Linked DNA regions of Mus musculus: region 1 is linked to region 2. A link is a contact called in public ChIA-PET data. All regions are on one chromosome and are shown on one strand. Each heading gives the region's core, a stretch centred on a gene start, on an enhancer-like site or on the middle of the called end of the contact. The rest is flanking DNA. Distances are from core to core; before and after follow the strand shown. Region 1 has its middle 47 kb from the start of Smpdl3a. Region 2 holds the start of Smpdl3a (sphingomyelin phosphodiesterase, acid-like 3A).

Region 1 (4,541 bases), core at 1,959-4,458, 48 kb after region 2:
TTGCTTTTCTTCCCTCACATAAAGTCTCACTCCAGACCCCCCTCTCTACACTCAGGAGGACGATACAGATTACGAATGCTCTGAAGGAGCCCTTGATACGTGTTTTCCAATTTTCCATTATTATATTATATTCTTTTCTTCAATCATTTTTATGAAATTCTCTTAAAACCTATTATAAGAATTTCACAGATTTATTTGTGTGAGTGTTTAGTTTTTAATGTTCCTTGTCATGGAAAACATTTTAAATAAGTGTGAATGTTTTTCTCTTGTTACTACATTTTCTATTAAAACCAAGTGGTAAGGGAGGAAAGAAATCTTTTCTTTTACTATAGTTTCAGCTACCCAGTGTGGAACCCTTTTGGGTGTCTTTGTGGAGAGAACCTCAGCTGAGAAATTGACTTCATTAGATTGGGCTGTGGTGTGTCTTTGGAGTTTTTGTTGTTTGTTTGCTTGCTTTTGTGTTTTGTTTTGATTTTAGCTAGTTGATAGAGAAGGAACCAGCCCCCTGTGGGCATCACCATCCCTAGGCAGGTAGGCCTGGTCTGTTTAAGAAAAAACAGCTGAATGTGAGTCTGGGAGCAAGCTAATAAGTGACATCACTCTTTTGGTTTTGTTTCGTTATTGCCTTGAGTTCCTGCCCTGGCTTCCCTCAGTGATAAACTATAATCTAAAAAACAAATTGATTTTGATCACAGTTTGTTACAGCAAAAGAGGTAAAACTAGAACAGTATATCATAGGCAAATAATGACTCATTGACTCCAAAAGGTGCCCTGAAGGAATACTGGACTTTTGACAAAAGCCAAGAGAGAGTAAAGGTTGTTTTTTTGTTATTGTTGTTGTTGTTTATTTGGCTTTTAAAATATCAGTTGTCTAGATTTCAGCCTGTGGAGTCTAGTCATTCAAAAGTGTTAAGTTTTCAAAATATTGATTATAGAGAGAAAATACTTACATGCACTTCCATTTATTTTATGACAAAGTAAAAATTTAAGGTTTGTTTTTTAACTATTTTTTGTCAGTTTTATGTTCAGTCTCATCTAAGGCTCTATAACAACCCAGAAAAATCTTTTCTATTCTATCATATTGAGTGTATGCCAGAATTTGTGTGTTGCAGTTAGGTAAATTTAGGGGAGTCACTTTCTGTGTCAACCTAACATGTGGGAGGGTATAGGAACACAACAGTAAGAGCCATGGTTAGGCTCCAATTAGAAAAGACTTCTTCACAAGGGAACAGCAGAACACATTTACTTAATTAAAATTTTCAGAAGCCTTCATAAATAAAAACCCTGGGAATGCTGCCTGTTCTTACTCTTAGTCCAGTGAAACATGGACAAAAGAGAAGAAATGTGATTGAATGGAGAGGGTCATGGCATAGGGTAAGAGTGAGGGGAAATCAGGACTGTCTGCTTAGACAATTCTTGACCACTCTGTACAGTATTCTCTATCTGGTGATTGTGGACAGGACCTCTTGGGATGGATGTAGTAGAAGAGACAGGGAGAGGGGCTGAGTCTAAATTTCATAGCTTACTTTAGGGGAAAGAACACTAGCTCTGATCACCTGAGGAAATGGAATTTTGGTTTTTCTGATTCACCATGGAGAACAAAGAGGAGAACAAACCCTATAGTTTAGCTAAAAGTTGCACATCTTCACAATATTCATATGAGATCTGCCCCCACCATCCTTACTAAAGCTTCTGTACCAAGCAGAGAATTATTTAAATAATTCCTAAATCCAATCCAGAACGCATAACAATGTACATATTCCTAGGACATGTACCTCTTCCTTGAATAATTGTAGATTTAGAATTGAGAAACTGGCTTTGTTGTTCCTTTCTAAATAGGGTGGAGGAAGCACCTTCAAAGTTCATTTTCTAGTGCTTTAAAAAATTGTCCAAGATTGGGTAATTCATAAAGATAAGGTCCTTTGTTTTGTTTTGTTTTGTTTTGTTTTGTTTTGTTTTGTATTTTGGGTCATTAGTCTCAAACTTGAAGTGCAAGGATAGGTAGTCTTATCTGATTGGTGGATACTCACTGTATTGGCTGTTTTTTTGTGTCAACTGGACACAAGCTAGAGTCATCATAAAGAAAACACTTCCATGGCTTCCATGAGATTCAGCTGTAAGAAGGCATTTTCTTAATTAGTGATCAATGGGAAATACTTAGCCCACTGTGAGTAGTGTCATCCCTGGGCTGGTGGTGGTCCTAGGTGCTATAAAAAAGCAGGATGAGCAAGCCATGTGAAGCAAACCAGTAAGCTGCCTCCAGGATCCTCCCCATTTGAGTTCCTGTCCTGACTTCCTGATAAATGTCCATGTGTGAACCAAATCCTTTCCTCCCCAACCTGCTTTTTGGTCATAGTGTTTTGTTGCAGCAATTGAAGCCCTAATTAAGACAAGTTGGCCGGGCGTGGTGGTGCACGCCTTTAATCCCAGCACTCCGGAGGCAGAGGCAGGCGGATTTCTGAGTTCAAGGCCAGCCTGGTCTTACAGAGTGAGTTCCAGGACAGCCAGGGCTACACAGAGAAACCCTGTCTCGAACAACAACAACAAAAAAGACAAGTTGGTATTAACATAAGGGGTTTTGGGTTGTGATTGGGGTTGGGGTAGAGGTAGGGTTTGGGCTTGAAATGCCTATGGGTACAGGGGAATGGGGCTGGGAATGGCAAAACAGCTGAAATTGAGCAAGGAGGATCTGCTGGCTGTCTCAATAGAAATACTGGGAGCACGGAGAGGCTTGCTAATATGATACAATAACCAGAAGAACCTTGTAAGAAGAACCTTGTTGTTGCTTGGCTGACAGAGTCAGTAGAAAGTGTGGGTCCTAGCTCTGATCTGATATCTGAGGCTAAAGATGTTTTAAAATAACTGGGTTTTGAGAATGCTTCACCTGTCAGCCCCTACTGAGGCCAGCAGCAGGTCAGGAGCTATTTCTGAATTTAGTAAGACAAATGATGAGATATGTTCCATATGTTCAGGGTATAGCTATTGCAGTGTCCTTCCAAGGGCAGGTCACCACGCTACCTAACATTGTAATAATTATAACTGACAAGGTGTGAACTTCTTTTAAATCCATCCCTGCCAAACCGTTCAAAAAAAAAAATCATCAATAAAATTTAAAAGGTATTTATTGTGTTTCTCATCTTTAAGTATTTAAAATCTGGAGCTTCATGTACGTTTGTCTCCCTCTGCTGTTCAACTGGGAACACTGCAGTTCACTTCTGGATGGTCCTGCCTTTGGAGACCAGCTGAGTTTGTCAAGCTCTCGGGTGGTAGAGCAGGTCTAGCTGTCCTGGGTTCTGTTTACACCTGGAGGATACAGGGAAATGAGCATGGGAAGGCTCATAGGTCAGAGATGCCCAGATCTGCCAGCTATGCCTGAAAGAAGGCTTTAGAAGGTTAATTGCTGGTTTTGGGGCTCTCAAATCCCAGCCGTGAAGGCTGTTCTACAGGCAATCGCACCCCAGGGTCTTTGGTCCTTCTTTAGGCTCAGGGCACCCCAACCCTGTTGTGTCTTGGGGAGGGAGCTTCTCAGTAGTTCTCTGCAAACTTCTTAGATCCCGTCAGCATTTAATTTACGCACTGCTGCAGCTTTAGAGTGCAGCCTTGACTGTTTTTTTGGGGGGGGAGGGGGGTGGAGGGAGGTGGAGTGGACTTTTATCTCTGGTTAGTTGGGTTCTAAGAGAGACATTGGTGTTGCAGTAATTTGTAACCCCAATAAACCCATATAAAAACACAGTTTCAAGTTATTATATCTATAAGCTCTATGCCTAGATTGGGCAGCTCTATCGCTATACCAACTTATTCCCCAGCTATGAGACCCTTGCTACTTACAGTCTCTCCCTGTCACATGGCTATGCACCATCTTCTCTTCCTCCTCCTCTTCTGTCCTCTCCTCCCTTCTTCTCTCTCTTCTTAGCTCCCCTAATTCTCCAAGACCTTTCATCCCACCTTTTCCTTTCACTGCCCAAGCACAGGCTCTAGACTTTGAGTGGTTAATATGGGCAGTAGGTTCACATGATAGAACCTGAGTGCTGATCAGCTGCTGGATGGAGGGAAGCCCTTCTTGAGGCAAGCAGGATTAACATCAGAATACAAATAGCATCAGGGCAGCCCACATCAGTAAGGGTTAAGGTGTTGGGGTTGTGGTAGTGGTGGCAGAAGTGTAAGGCGTAGGATAAATTTCTGGGAAGAGGTTGGGGTAAGTATAACGGTAGGTTTAAGGGTAAGTTTAAATGTAAATAAGAGTAGGAGTAAGGGTAATGCAAAGATATGATTTTTTTAAGGGTAAGGATAAGGGTTATGTTAGAATTAGGGTTAGGGTTAGTATGAGATAGGGTTAGGGTGAGAATTATGGTTATGCTAAGGGGAAGGGGAAGGAGAGAGAAAGCAAAAGAAGTATAAGTGTAAGGATAGAAGTAGTGATGGAGTTACGTTGAGAAGTAGAGTCAGGTGTAGGAGAAAGGGAAGGTTTAGGGGTAGGTATAGGATTAGGATTATATAGGCATTGAATTTAGGTTTTGATTAGGATTGGGAGTTAGGGTAAT
Region 2 (4,613 bases), core at 974-3,473:
ATTTACTTATTTATTTATTTATTTTTGGGGCTTTTATCTCACATTTTCCCTGGTTCAGATAAAGACAAATGCATGGGGGCTGAAGACCTACAGGAGTAGGCTTACACTGCAGGTATATCAGCGTGTGGAACACTGAAGCCTTGAGCTTCTTCTTAGTGAGTAGAAAGGAGGCTGTGGCTTCCATTGCTCACTTAAAACATTATCAGTTTATGTTCTCAAGCATTTTAAAGGTTTCACAATGTGTGTGCTTCATATTTTGTCTTAACTGAAGTTATTTCACAACCAATTTACTTCCTATAACATGTCTTAGAAGTTGAAAAATAATGTTTGACAAGGCAAGACACTGCAGATGTTCCTCTATCTTGTATTCTTACTGAGGCCATTTCAGGCTTAACTAGAATTTGATCTCTTTAATGGAGAATCCACTGGGAATTTACCCGACTCTATTGTAGGACCAAAGGCCAAGATGCTGCAGCTAACTTATCGCTTCTGCTAAACAGCTTGCTTGTGCAAACCTACCTCTGCCAATGCAAAGTGAGATACCAGGATATGGTTTTTCTCTTTAAAAGACTTGCTCTGAATAAGCTTACATCCCGAACACTTGAACATAGTTCCAGCCAGCTGGCTTGCAATCGGCTCTCAACTGTGTCTGAATGATCATCTCTGGTTGGATCACAGTTATAATGAGCAAAACTGGTATTCTGATCATTAGTTCACTTTCTTTTAAAATGTTCAAGCTCTTGCTATCTTGCTGATCCATTTCTGCATTTCAAGCTCACCACCATTTCCCGGCTTTACTTTCCCTGTACTCTTTAGACTGTAGACTGAGAAATTGCAGAAGTGACCATGTCTGTTGCAGGGAAGCATGCATGGTTCTTGAACTGCTCTGAATCACCCCAATGATGTAGCAAAACTTGGAGGAGTCTACCAGGATCTGAAAGGAAACTTAGTGTCCATTAAAAAAAATTTATTCACAAGATATAATGTCTAAATCATGCAGATATAAAACAAAGTTTTTTTCCTCTGATGGAAAATAAATATATTTGTAAAATATAATGGTAAAAGTACCTAAAGAAAATACAAAAATAATGTATCCTAAGCCAAATATGTGTGATCCTAGGCTAAGAACACAGATCCTGGTTTCTCTAAATGACTGTTTCAACATGGAATAGGTTACAGAAACTTACAGTTATAGAACAAAGAAAATAATAAATCAATACACTTACCAGATATGTTCCTATTACAAAGAATGTAAATCTAAGTAGGTAAACTATAAAGTTTCAATGTAGTATTCTTAATTCTATAGTTGGAGGATATTGAAAAACCATTTAAGCTTAGTGACAGAGATACTCTTTTAATCATGAAAATGGTATGCTAGATACACAAATTAAGGCATTTGAGTATTAAAGAGGCCATGGTATCCCAAGACAATGTGGGTGTCCACCTAAAACACCCATCTTCCCATAATAAGTACCTTGAACTCAGCTAAAGCATAGTATTTTGTCAGGACCTTTTAACACAGCACGGCTTCCTCAAGACGCCACAGCTCACATCTTTTATGAGGTCAGCATCTCTCAAAGGTTTGCTCTTCTCCAAAGACACCCTACGTTTTATAAATTAAAGTTGTTGGCTATATTATAAAGAGAGCGCATTCTCATAAATTCCTAGAGAGAGAACAAAGAATACATATTACACACAGTCTGTGGGTTTTGGTGTCTTTGCCAATACTTATAAAACTTTTGGAATAGAAAAATCAACAGTCTCTATTTGTATTTACCAGGTAGGTTGCATGAGGACGTGCTTAACTCAGTTGTGGAAAGGAAAACGTTCAGCCTGGTGAACCTGGGACATAGTTTGCCGACTCCACCTATCTATCACCTTGGAGTACTATGAAGCCACACATGGCCAGCCCAGCTAATCTGTTCATTTATCAGCGGTGGCCTGAGGCTTGGGAGTTTACATTTCTGTCATAAATCCCAGGTAGCGAAACCATTGAGGAAATCCAAACCCATTCTTGTACTCGTTTGTCTTAACTATGATTCAGGGTTCTCCTGCCTTTTCAAGTACCTCTGCTAAATGGCCCTGTCAGGTAGGCGCTCCTGGGGTTCAGGGAAGGAAACAATACGGGGTTGGAGCAAGAACATTGTTTCCCATTGACCTAAGAAATTAAGGAAGCATATTAAAATAAAGGAGTCCAGAAGGTCAGAAGAACTCGTGCTCAGGGGAATCTAATATTACACGTGATCTGCTTGCTGGGCGTCAACACAAGGAAAGGCTCTGGCTTCCTCTCCACCCCTAGGGCCTGCGGGTCTCAGCGGCGCCCAAGCTCCAGTCTAGCGTCCTGGGGCAGTGGCCTCCACCATGGCGTTGCTGGGCAACTTCCTTTGCTGCCTACTGGTTGCCTGGCTCTGCGGCCCGGGGCTCGGGGTGCCCCTGGCGCCGGCGGATCGCGCCCCAGCTGTGGGTGAGTGGACCGATCGGGACTGCACAGGACGGTGGAGGGGGTCGGCGAAGTCATGAAGGTGCCGGGTGCGTAGGCAGCGGGGCACAGGACGCCGCCACACTGGTCACTGTGGCCAAAGGCCAGACAGCAAGGTCACTGGGTCTGAGTCATGGTGGGGGCGCCCCGTGGGCGCCAGTATGGAGCCGAGCCGCCTGCTGGGCGTTTGTTTACATCCCGGGTCTGGGTGGTTTAGTTCCCAGGGGAGGAAAGTCTGAAGCTGTTGTCTGGTGGGAAATGCCGCTCAGAATTGGCTGTGGGCATTCCCGGAGTCACCTAGTCTGCCCAGAGCAGAGGAGGACCTACAGGGTCCCTACACCTGGATGTAGCTTCAGTCCTATTCTGTTCTGCTCAGTGACGTCGGAGCCTAATTCTGCCTCTTCAGGTCTCCGAGGCGTCTGGTCTCTTTCGTTCTTAACATAAAACCCCTGAGCCCTTCCGCAGCCCTTGGTGCACTTGGGGTCTTGCGTTTGTGGTGTGTTCTGTTTACCGGGAGCCTATTACTCTGTTTCTGCAATCTTGGCCTGCCCTGCCCTGCCCTGCCCCCTCAGTCTCCTTCCACCCAGCAGTAGCAGCTGCCAAACTTGGTGGGAAAAAAAAAAATCGGTAAGTTAAGCCCCACTCCAAAATTACTGGATCCAGACCGGTGGGAATGGATTCCTGGGCACAGTTTAACACTCTTCATCCCTCTCAAATTAGAAAATCCCCGTCCAGACTGAATGTTTAGTAAGACTGTAGGTTGCCTTCTGGGTTTTAAAACTTAAGGTGACGCTCCCCTCCCCCATCTCCCTAGCTCCGTTTAAAAATAATTGCTCTAGTTGGGGGGTTTGTTTTGATTTGCAGAGAGAGCTATCCTTGAGACTTTCACCTGTGCTCAGAACTGAAACTCTCCTGCTGTCTGCCTCCTCTCCATGCCTGCCTCTGATCTGCACAGGACTTCCCTGAATGGGGTCCAGGGAATCCCTTCTCCTTGCTTATGAGTGAAGTACACCTGACTTAGCTGTCAAGCTTTTGCAAGCCACAGCTGTATGTCCGGTTTGTCAACTCTGGCAAATAACACCTGTAACAGAAATAGCCCCCAGAATGTGTACATATGTGGCTGCCTCGTGTTTTTATATTGCTGGAATTGTGCTATTTTAAATTTGTGACTGCTCCGGATTTTGACCTGGAAATGTCTCAGGCTGCACCACAGGTAAATTCGCCTTTGGTTTTAATGAATTAATTGCTGAAAGAAGTCATAAAACTTTGCCCGTGATCATGTGACTCTCCTTCTGATACCTTCCTGTTTTGGTAGCGGGAGGGAGAGAGAATAACCAGACCTGTTGACTCTGGTTTCACATTGCATGGATTATTTTACCTGCTTTCCACTTGACTAGAAGGCCTCTCTCCCCCTGGCCCCTTTGCACTTCCCTCCACAACTTCCACCCAGCCTGGCCTCTGCTTGTTTCCTAACTGTGTTTAAGTTCCCAGTCTTAGTTTTCCCCCTTGCCAAGTCCATGTGACTAGAGGACCACCACCCTGGGTGTTTGGCTTCATTTTTAAAAGATTTAGTAGGCTGTCACCTGCTGGTGTACTTAGCACACAGCAACTGACTTTATAAACAGATCAACCAACGCCCACTTAAACGACTACATACAATTGTCCATATAATTATGGTTCATTGGGTTTGCTGGGACAAATTATTAAGCATTCTTTGACTGAATTTTTTTTTCTGAAAATTTTGAGTATCTCTTTAAATAAATTTGAGCACTTATGTAGACTGTGTAACACACATATCTTGAAAAAATATTTGAAAAGTTTATCTGGGGGATAAGAAAGAAATTTTGGTAAAGGACTTTGGGCATTTTTGGCCAAAAAATTTAGATTTGAGTGTGCTATGGACTGTGTCACAGGCTGGATTGGTGACCTTACAAACTCGCGCACACACACAGGCACAGACACATATATACAGACACACACAGAGACACACACACACAACCACATTTTATGTACAATATCATTGGCGTTAGGATGTAAAACCTCCAGATGTTCTGACTCATTTCAAGCCATCCTTTAGTGAATCTAATTACCCCCTCATTTGTCTATCCAGCAATGTGATGTGGTAGAAATAGCA

The links. ChIA-PET counts read pairs in DNA pulled down with a chosen protein or histone mark.
Region 1: an RNA polymerase II ChIA-PET map of neural stem cells shows a contact between it and region 2, with 3 times the contacts expected there. The contact joins the enhancer-like site here to the promoter of Smpdl3a in region 2. A contact is called at or near these places in 3 of 39 promoter capture datasets (liver, neural stem cells and neutrophils), 1 of 15 datasets of contacts at CTCF or cohesin (CD8 T cells), 17 of 484 Hi-C or Micro-C datasets (CD4 T cells, CD8 T cells, LSK cells and 10 more), 14 of 115 datasets of contacts at active chromatin or transcription factors (astrocytes, bone marrow-derived macrophages, embryonic forebrain and 9 more) and 5 of 9 other capture datasets (adipose tissue, bone marrow-derived macrophages, liver and 2 more).

The regions. Positions count from the first base shown.
Region 1 is chr10:57,838,848-57,843,388 of GRCm38.p6, forward strand. No RefSeq gene overlaps it. Among named protein-coding and RNA genes, the nearest start is that of Smpdl3a, 47 kb to the left of the region's middle. Within about 2 kb of position 3,209, at least 4 of the 459 cell types and tissues checked have an H3K27ac peak or open chromatin away from gene starts, as enhancers often do. A contact at or near this core is called in neural progenitor cells and neural stem cells, where this site is marked.
Region 2 is chr10:57,792,321-57,796,933 of GRCm38.p6, forward strand. Smpdl3a (sphingomyelin phosphodiesterase, acid-like 3A) reads left to right here and starts at 2,224. Exons shown (of 8, transcript NM_020561.2): 1 at 2,224-2,464. The coding sequence starts at 2,362.